3 separate regions of the Danio rerio genome follow, and regions 1 and 2 are each linked to region 3. Evidence: chromatin contacts called from public HiCAR-type and Micro-C data. All regions are on one chromosome and are shown on one strand. Each heading gives the region's core, a stretch centred on a gene start, on an enhancer-like site or on the middle of the called end of the contact. The rest is flanking DNA. Distances are from core to core; before and after follow the strand shown. Region 1 overlaps bmpr2b (bone morphogenetic protein receptor, type II b (serine/threonine kinase)). Region 2 holds the start of fam117bb (family with sequence similarity 117 member Bb). Region 3 holds the start of bmpr2b (bone morphogenetic protein receptor, type II b (serine/threonine kinase)).

Region 1 (3,185 bases), core at 602-3,101, 140 kb after region 3:
GACTGTGTGAGCAGTTTAAAGCATATAGCATGGAAGTATGTGATTTTGGATGCAGCCTGGCATGTTTTCATTTCATTCCTGTACGTTCTATAATCTACTCGGCTCGTATACTGCTTTTTTTTAGTATGAAAGTATGCGATTTCAGACGCAGCCTAACATGTTTATTTCTTTCCCATAGTCCCGTAGGTAACGTTGACCAATAAAAGCACAGAATCTTTTTCGCACACAGGTTTTAAAATGGCAAATACAGGAGTGAGGACTGTGCTGCTAGGTGGACATTAAATAGATGAAAGCTTAGTGGAGTTCTGACAACAACACTTTGTATGATGTATCATTGAGGGACTACCATGACAGGGTAAGAACATAAATGTTGGTGATCAATAGCCAGGCGCTTTGGCTATATTGTATGAATTGAGCAGTTTTATCCAACTAAGACCTTCTGAATCTGAACAGACGAAATTACTTTATTCAATAAAGGAACAGATTTAATTTCAGTTAGTTAGATAGGTAACTTTATTTGTTTATAAAAAAAATCATTTAAAAACACGGTACCCCTACTCTAAATAAATATCCAGTCTACTGGCCATCAACAATAATATTTTAGATTTATGTAGTGTTTCAGGCATTCATATTCGCACACATAAAAGTTTTGTTTTTGTGCATAAAGCTTGTATAGTTGAGCTTCTGCTTATGTTCCCTCATCAATATTTTAGATGTGAATAAAAGCTAACAAAATACACACTGTTGGTTTGTTGTAACCTAATGTTGGGTCAAACATCGACAGACACAATGTTAAGTAAAATTTTTAAATTTAATTTAAATTACACTTTTTAACCCAAAATTTGGGCTTGTTATTTAACCTAACATTAGTTTATAACAACCCAGTATGTTTGAGAGTTTATACAGCAACCCAGCAGACAAAGTATGTCAACATGACGTCAGATTGGCGTTGTATCGTGGGAACGTTGCACTTTTTTGGTGAATGAAAATCGAGTTGACGTCAGAATCCAACATCAGTTCGATGTCATTGTTCAACATCCAACCTAAAATCAATCAAATATCAACGTCTATTGACGTTTCAGCTTGACGTTATGTGGACGTTACCACTATGATGTCACGTCTATCAGACGCTTGGTTGTCATACCTGATGAATAAATGTCAGGATTTGACGTCAATATGACGCTGGTTTAAGATGTTGGCTCAGCGTTAGATTGTGGTCAGTTTCCAACACAACCTAAAATCAACCAAAAATCATTGTCATTATTAGACGTCAAAACAACGTTGTCCTTAGACGCTGGATAGACATTGAATTTTGGTTACCTGATGTCACAACCTAAATCTAACCTATTATCTAACATAACCTCTTATGATGCTGTGTACGCTGGTAGATGGTGTTATTTAATAGATTAAATGGCTTAATTCACATTCACATTTTGGATGTTTGAATGTTTTCTCTCCACAAGTCTGAAGGTTTTAACTGCAGTATCTTGCCTTAAAGGGCCAGCAGCATGAGGTGCTATAAACAAAAAACATTCCCCTAATTTGTTTGTCGAGCTCCTTGTGTTTCGCTGGAGCATCGCCAGAGATCAGCAGACAGTCTGCGGCTCATCATATCTCAAGTTCATTTTCCTCTCAGCTGTCTCATTAACAACTGATCTGAGAGCAGCCGTCCACCGGCTTTCTGCATCAGGAGATATTATGCGCTGATCTGGGTGCAGTCGTGGTGCATATTGTTTTGCCACTGCCCTCATTACTAGCTGAACTTTAGAGGCAGACAGACAGCGGGTTGAGAATGAGAGAGAGAGAGAGGGTATTCATCCACATACTCTATCCTTAGCACATTCGTCTCTTAGCGCCCTCTGCCGGTTGAGTCTTGTAATGGTTTGTGAAAACATTCATTTTCCTTTGGCTTAGTCCCTGATTTATCATGGGTTTCCACAGCAGAATGAACCGCCAACTACTCTGGCAAATGTTTTACACAGCGGATGACCTTCCAGGTGCAACCCAATACTAGGAAAGTTTGTGAAAACTTCTCAGAAATAATGTACTGTACGAGTGTTTCCTGTGGTGGAATTTTATTCAGGTTGTAAAGGGGCAGCTCTATGATATATTACTGTTTTGGGCAGGATTATTATAGTTAATTAAAAGAACAAACATGTTCAACTTTATGACTAAATTTAAATATATATTTATCTTGAATTATGTTAATAGGAAAAAAAATTGTATGAAGTTTGTATTTTTAATATGAGTTTTCAGCTACATTAATGTAAACAGCATAATGCAGTATTTTATTATACATTCACCCCCATTTCCTTTCTTAAATGTATTTTTTCAAAGCTGAGTTTCTGGCATAATTACTCCATTACTCAGTGTCACATTGTAATGCAATACTTTATATTAAAAAAGGAGACTAACAAAACTTTTCTGATGCCACATTATAGCAGCAATTGTTTACACATAATATACAGTACATAACAGTAATGACATGGTAGGGAATAGGGCTGTGCGATTTGGGCGAAATATTTAATTGCAATTTTTTTAACAGATATTGTGATTTTGATTTGATTTGCGATTTAATTTTGTTTTCAATTTAGATACTGGTTGCTGTATTTCCTCGTGCTGGCAGCAATTTCTGCGACAGCTCTTATAAATTAAAAATCATTTAAGAAATATTTAATGGCACAATATTAAGTGGATTGTTGATCTGGATGTTATGTATAAATTTTGTATTTTAATATTTTTATTGCTCTTGTTGTTATGTATTAATGTAATTGTGTGTTATGTTCGATGGACCCCAGGAAGAGTTTGCACTTGTCAGGGGATCATGATAGATAGATAGATAGATAGATAGATAGATAGATAGATAGATAGATAGATAGATAGATAGATAGATAGATGGATGGATGGATGGATGGATGGATGGATGGATGGATGGATGGATGGATGGATGGATGGATGGATGGATGGATGGATGGATGGATGGATGGATGGATGGATGGATGGATGGATGGATGGATGGATGGACGGACGAATGGACGGATGGATGGATGGATGGATGACCTGTTTTGTTTTTGTGTCTGTGACTTTGAAACTAAAATATTCCCATATTACTAATGTGCTGTTTTTTTAATATTAATTAGTCTATTAATGGTTCTGAAGCGACAGACAGCATCATCCCACTCATC
Region 2 (3,339 bases), core at 495-2,994, 160 kb after region 3:
TATTACTTTTCACCAGAGAGTGAGCATGTTACTGTTTAGAAAGTATCTATCTATCTATCTATCTATCTATCTATCTATCTATCTATCTATCTATCTATCTATCTATCTATCTATCTATCTATCTATCTATCTATCTATCTATCTATCTATCTATCTACCTGTCTGTCTGTCTGTCTGTCTGTCTGTCTGTCTGTCTGTCCAACCATTTTTTAAGACGGAAAAACACGTAGGCCCTAGACAGGCCCTTTTTTTTTTTTTTTTTTTTTTTAAACAATTAGATTTAAGAGTAAAGGCATATTATTTCATGTATTTTTTATTTCACTGTAGTGTGATTGTGTAGATCACAGAAGATTTGATGTATGAGACAACATACGTTACTAATGTGAAGTAAATACTGAATTTATAAAATATTGTGGTTTTATGTTGGGAGCGGGTTTTCTTTTCTTATATTTTCTTTTTTCTTTTATATTTTCTTTAGATTCAGGCCCGTAGCTGGGGGGCATTTGGAGGTTTTCGGGTGACTAAGTCCAGAATCTGACCCCTATATTAGCTCATTTGTCTCATTTGCTCATTTTTGACTGCTATGCCATCACACATTGTGAAAATTCTAGATAGAAGAAGGCTTTAAGACAACTTAAATTTTTATACAAATTTGAATTAAGTGGCCAAATTCTGACTGAGGAAAGTTGAATGAGCTGGCCAGTTTTTATTTGCCCATAGGCAAATGTTTTTATTTTAAAACAAGTTTTACCAGATTACTATTTTTAGAATAATGCATTATAACACACTTGTATTTAAAAATAAGTATTTTTTTCATATTTCTTTATTCAATTTTTAAATGCTAATCTCATAACAATATTTATAAAACTGGATTAACTTACAGTTTAAATCCAAGTTTGTAAATAAATACTTCGTAGTAAAATAGTATGATGATCACTTTGACAAAACTAGGAAATGTTTTTTGTGCATCAAAAAAGTGAGGTTATGATCACCGTCCGACAAGCTGATCCAGCATAGTTCTTAAAGTGTTACTAAAATGCATAATTGAATAGAAAATGAGGCGAATAACAGCACACACACACACACAAAAAAAACATCCCTTTCAACAGGCTGGCTACGGGCCTGTATTTTTTTTACAGACATCTTTAAAATTAAATTGATTAAAATGACAATTTACAGCATTCAAATGACAAAAAATATATTTCTAATCTTAATTTATTAATTATAAATTGATTATTTATTAATAAATTTAATAATATTTCTATAACAATGACAGCATCTTGTTCAGCTGTCAGACATAGTTGATAACTGCTATTTTAAGAGCCTTTAAACTCAAGAGAAGCAGACAGTAATATATCATATTGATAAATCCTGCTAACCTACTTCATAAACCTTAATTACCTTCGTCACAGCGAAACCATGAAACATTTTCCTCATAATAAACCGTGCGTGCTCACGAAATTAAAGAATCCACTTCCCAGCCAATCAGAAGTTGTGAGTGGAGAGCGACCAGCCAATCAGGGGCAAGGAGGCAGAGCGCTGGATCGAGTTGACGGTGCGTGGCTCTGAATCTCCCTCAGTTTACTCGAGCTCGCGGAACGGCTCGGCTGTGCCAGTCAGGAAGCTTAAAACTGTCTTTAAATGGAGTGACAAGAGCACCAAAGAGCATTAACCACCCCAGGCGGTCTTAAACGCACGTTTAAACTGTTATTGTTGACTTCTGCGCGATTTCCCAGCGAACAGAATGTCTCAAAGAGTTCGCAAAAACGGATCTCCGACGTCCGGAGTGACCACGGGAAGCCCGATCGGATCCCCGGGGATCAGCGCCGCTGGAGTGAATTTACTGGGTCGCCTGCTGCCCATGAAAGCCACGGTTCCTTTCCAGCTGAAAACGCAGCCACAGCACCCTCTACAGACACGGACGGTTCTGTCCTCCTCATCCTCCGGTAACGGTAAATGCCACAGCAGCGGAGCTCACAGCCGGAGCCCCACGCGATCCCTTTCCTCCAGTGCCGTTTCAGCAGCCACGTCCACTTCCTCTGCGTTCATCACACCAACAGCGGCTTCTTCCTCTCCCTCACCATCATCTTCATCAAGAACTAGCCCCATTATCGTTGTCCACGCGACAAACCCTAGATCATCCTCGTCCTCAGCCCACTCAGGTGTGCACTTGGGCCCGCAGTGCTGCTCCCCCTCACAGCAGACCAGCTGCGGCTGCTCGGACCCTTCAGCCTTTACCTCTCATTTGTCATCCTCTCCGTCTTCATCCTCGCCACTGTGGTCTTGCGGTCACAGAGCCAAACCCCTCCAGACCCCCGAGCATGACAGACTGTCTCCAGAGAGGCTCAGTCCCAGCTCACCTGTGTGCACAGGTAATCCTACAGTAGAGCTCTTGAGTCTTGAATTTAGCATAAAGCCAGAAGTGATGAGCCACATGTTTACTTGACATCACTGTGGTAACTTGTAAACACACACGTGGTCTCCAGTGGTTTGTGGGCGTTATTTCCGCTTTCTGAATATTTGACAGTAGTAATAATGTCTCTCATATTTCGTAATAATAGGAAGGAACTCATGAGGCTTGTTGTTGCATTAAAAATGACCTGCATTAATATGCATGGCATGTGTAATGTAGAACAGAGATTCTTAACCTTTTTAACTCTGAAAGCAACATATATGACTAATTATATCTTTTAGTAGACTGATTCTGCTGTTATTATGAATAAAGATAACAGTTATTACACATTATTAACATGTTCATATTTTATACATAAAAACTGTTTAACAAACGAATAATTAAATGTTAATAATTATTCATTAGTAACACATTTTATGTATTTTAAAGTATTAATTAATTAAATAATTTATAGAAATAATAATAAAAAACTATTCTATAACAGTTATTTTAAATCATCTGGATTTTAATGCATAAAATGTAACAAAAATATTTCTGGATATATATATATATATATATATATATATATATATATATATATATATATATATATATATATATATATATATATATATATATATATATATTTATTTATTTATTTATTTATTTTTTTTTACAATTTTTTTGTTACATTTTATGCATTAAAATCCAGATTATTTAAAATAAGTATTATAGAATAGTTGTTTTTTATTATTTCTATAAATTATTTAATTAACTAATACTTTAAAATACATAAAATGTGTTACTAATGAATAATTATTAAAATGTAATTATTCATTTGTTAAATAGTATATATATTATTTTGTTTGGTAAATATATATATATATATATATATATATATATATATATATATATATATATATATATATATATATATATATATATAT
Region 3 (3,692 bases), core at 805-3,304:
TTGGATGAGAAGGCATGGGAATATGCAGAGCTGGCGGTCCTCCGGGAACGTGGTTGAGAAACACTGCCCTAGATGATTGTATGTAAAGTTAGGGTGCATGGATATATACATTTTAGCCAATACCAATAACTCTTTATGTTTGGAATATGTATACTCTATATATGTATATACTGTAGACCAGTGATCACCAAACTTGTTCTTGGAGGGCCGGTGTCCTGCAGATTTTAGCTCCAACCCTAATCAAACACACCTGAACAAGCTAATCAAGGTCTTACTAGGTATACTTGAAACACCCAGGCAGGTGTGTTGAGGCAAGTTAGAGCTAAACCCTGCAGGGCACCAGACCTCCAGGAACATATTGGTAACCCCTGCTTTAGACTGATGAATACAGTAAATGCATGGTATTTTAACTCTGATTACTAAAACAAAGGCAAAACTGCAAGGAAACATTTAGATCTTTGTTTTTCATAAATCATTTTCAAATTGCAATTGTAAAGTCATTTCTGTGTCCCACAATGGAAAGCCCAAAACTAACTGCTGACATCTAACTCTGCTAAAGCATATATTAAAATGTGGAAGGCACCGCCAATCAAACCCCTCGTAGCCAGCACATTCTTAACAAGCGTTTAAACAAGCTAAAATAATCCATAATAATTTATCAGCTTTAGTATAGCAATCCAATTTTCTGATTAGGTGGAAAACAATGACATTTTTAAAAAATTATTTACAATATTGAGATATTGTGCATTACAAGTGAAGTAATTGAGCAGTTTCTGAAATACTCAGTCCAGCCCATCTTACATAAACTCTTCACTATACTTGAAACACATTTCATCCCCATTTTGGTGCTTGTTTTGAAATTCAGCATAACTTTATGTATATTCAGCATGTCTGCAAGACGTAATTTAAAAATTGTCTAGTCTGAAAAAAGGTCTGAAGTAGGTCTGCTAAAAGAACATTCTACATTTTTAAACATCTTAAAGACATCTGAAAATTGACTTGTGTAGATGAACAAACACTAACAAATATGTCTCATTCACTTTCCTTTAGCTTAGTCTCTGGTGATTTATCAAGGGTTGCCACAGCAAAATGAACCGCCAATTGCTCTGGCATATGTTTTATGTGCCGGATGCCCTTCCAGCTGCAACCCAGTGCTAAGAGTACATATGTATCTTCCAGATGTAAACACAAACACCAAACAGACATCTCTGCAATATGTGCTATCAGGGGTCTTGACTACTGTACATGTTTAAATCCATTAGATGGGTGCACACACACACATTTTTTTGGTGGTTTATGAGGACTCTCCAATGTATTTTATACTTTTAAAACTGCCATTTTATTACCCTAAACTCAACCTTCACGGCAAACCTGATTTTTAATTTTTTTTTGTTTTGAATTACGAGGACACATGACATGTCCTCATAAAACATTCTCAATATTGTAACAGGCTACTTGCTGTGTAGGTCATACACATGTAATTATAAAAAAAAATTGTAAACCAGCACACACAGACACAAATTTTCACTTGATTTTCACTTGTGATGCACAATATTGTGAAAGCAGCAATACTGTCAATAATTATTCATTGTTTTTGTCCTAATGCGAAAATTAGCTTGCGATATTAAGGTTAAATATGAATAAATATGTATTTTTTCAGCCTGTTTGAACACTTCAAATGTGTGCTGCTGGTCGTAAGAGTTTTGACCGTTACATTGTTATGTACAGGAACATATTATTAGACCTATATAAAAAGTACAAGTAGGAGACAGGCTATTTAGATTACAATAATACCATGGGATTTGTCTAAACAGTTTAGGTTTGTGTGAAACCAATTACCCAGCTATAGTAATCATAAGTGTAGCATGTTTTGGCTAAAATATTGTGATTATGGTGGATTTGTAAGGTTGGGGTGGAAAAAGAAAGCATGACAGACAACTTAAAATCGAATTGGATTGGAAGAGAGAGAGGGAGAGAGAGAGAGAGAGAGAGAGAGAGAGGGAGGTGGGGGTGGAGGAGGAGGACTGACTGCCCTTCATCTGTCTGCTCTAGGCGGAGCTGAAGTTACCGAGAGCGGCCGCGGGAGCTCGACACGATCCGCGGGGCGATAATCAACCACAACGGGGAGAAAAGCGCTTATTTAACCGAACAGACCCTGACCGACCGGCAATCAGTTTAACGACCATCACACAGTCTACCGACAGTCGCCGCGTTGTTCATTACAGGCCTCCGTCGCTTTGGATCGGACTCAATGTCGCTCCTGTTCGGCCGCTTGAGCTCGACGCCTTCTGCCGCAGGTTTACTTCATTTCAGAGACATCATTTAAGGGATAATGCAGGAATAAAACCGGGCACAGTCGGGAAATGTCGGACATGTCGTCAGCTCGTGAAGCTAAACATCGACTGAAGCGGACTGACACCAAGAAACCTGACCCATATTGAGATCCTGAGCTCGAGCATCTGGACCAGAACCAAATATTACATCGAAACTAAATCTTGTTTATAAACACAGACGACAACCGAGAGACGCCACACAGCAGGTTTTGAGACCTTTAGTTTTATTTTAAGATATGCGAGGAAGTGTATTATACATATTAAATGAAGTATAATCGCTCAAACTCCCAACCAGCATGGAGAAAATGCGTTTATAAGCTGTTTATCGAAACCAAAGGCATCTAAAATCATGCGCTGCCTCCAAATCTTCATCTGCACTAACGTTAGTCATTTCGGATTGTTTGCTCCGTGCACATGAGCTTGAACTTCGGTCGATAGAAAGAAGAAAGGGGGAACAGAAAATCTAGTTACTGGAACTTTTTTTTGGAGCTGAATCCATCCAGAAGCGGCAGCAGGATGAGAGTGCGGATCCTAAACCGGACATCAGTACTGTCACTCGGGCTCTGCTCACTGCTTCTGCTCAGTGCTGTGGCCGGTAAATATACCCCAGATCTACATTTGAACTATTTAAGTGCTGTGTGTATCCACATTACAGAGTGCATGTTACATTATTTTGGGCTTAAGTGTGAGTTGTTCGTTGGTATCCCTCAGCGCTGCGGCATGCACACTGTAATGCAAAGTGAACTGAAACGTTTTGCAGCACAAATATGAATGGGATTTGCTTCGTATTGCTTTTCTGTGTTAGTCCTGCAATGTCTTAAAGGGTGTCCTCTTTATGTTAGTCCTGTTAAACCAAAGTGTATTTACTTTGGAGTTGTTTACTACACAAGTAGATGCTTTTATTAGTGGTACTTGGAAAGATTGAGGTAAAGTTGGTTTTACATTGGTACATTAGTTCAGTGACAGCTTGTCACTTGCTCCCTATATTGTTTACCATAGTTTTTGAATATTTAGCCTGAAATCACATGTAAGTCAAAGCATTAGCACTATTTATTTGACTGTGTTGTACGTAGACATTCATTGTCTGCTCATATGATTTCACAATTTGCAAAGAATACTTTTCTGAAATTATATTATGAAGCAGAAAGTCTGAATGTTTGAATATAAAAACAACTTGACCTCAGTCTTGGGAAGAAAGATACAACTAGGCTGTCACTGCACAGTATTTCTGCATACTTGGTCAAGTTCTGTTATTACATTTCAGGTTTTGTGATGGCTTGGTTCAAACAACAACAACAACAACAAAATAACATTTGCTGCTAATTTACTCAACCTCATGCCATCTGAGATATAAAGGAC

What was found. Hi-C and Micro-C count contacts between places; a contact is called where the count stands out from the background. HiCAR-type assays count read pairs that join an accessible place to other places.
Region 1: a contact with region 3 is called in a Micro-C map of caudal fin, with 15 times the contacts expected there. The contact joins the enhancer-like site here to the promoter of bmpr2b in region 3. A contact is called at or near these places in 8 of 18 Hi-C or Micro-C datasets (caudal fin, embryo, fibroblasts and 3 more) and 2 of 4 datasets of contacts at active chromatin or transcription factors (caudal fin and embryo).
Region 2: a HiCAR-type map of caudal fin shows a contact between it and region 3, with 4 times the contacts expected there. The contact joins the promoter of fam117bb here to the promoter of bmpr2b in region 3. A contact is called at or near these places in 1 of 18 Hi-C or Micro-C datasets (caudal fin) and 2 of 4 datasets of contacts at active chromatin or transcription factors (caudal fin and embryo).

What each region holds. Positions count from the first base shown.
Region 1 is chr9:13,239,135-13,242,319 of GRCz12tu, forward strand. The region is part of intron 7 of bmpr2b (bone morphogenetic protein receptor, type II b (serine/threonine kinase)); the gene reads left to right. Among named protein-coding and RNA genes, the nearest start is that of fam117bb, 26 kb to the right of the region's middle. Within about 2 kb of position 1,852, at least 11 of the 62 cell types and tissues checked have an H3K27ac peak or open chromatin away from gene starts, as enhancers often do. A contact at or near this core is called in caudal fin, where this site is marked.
Region 2 is chr9:13,264,559-13,267,897 of GRCz12tu, forward strand. fam117bb (family with sequence similarity 117 member Bb) reads left to right here and starts at 1,745. Exons shown (of 8, transcript NM_001128362.1): 1 at 1,745-2,372. The coding sequence starts at 1,745.
Region 3 is chr9:13,103,353-13,107,044 of GRCz12tu, forward strand. bmpr2b (bone morphogenetic protein receptor, type II b (serine/threonine kinase)) reads left to right here and starts at 2,055. Exons shown (of 13, transcript NM_001039807.1): 1 at 2,055-2,928. The coding sequence starts at 2,850.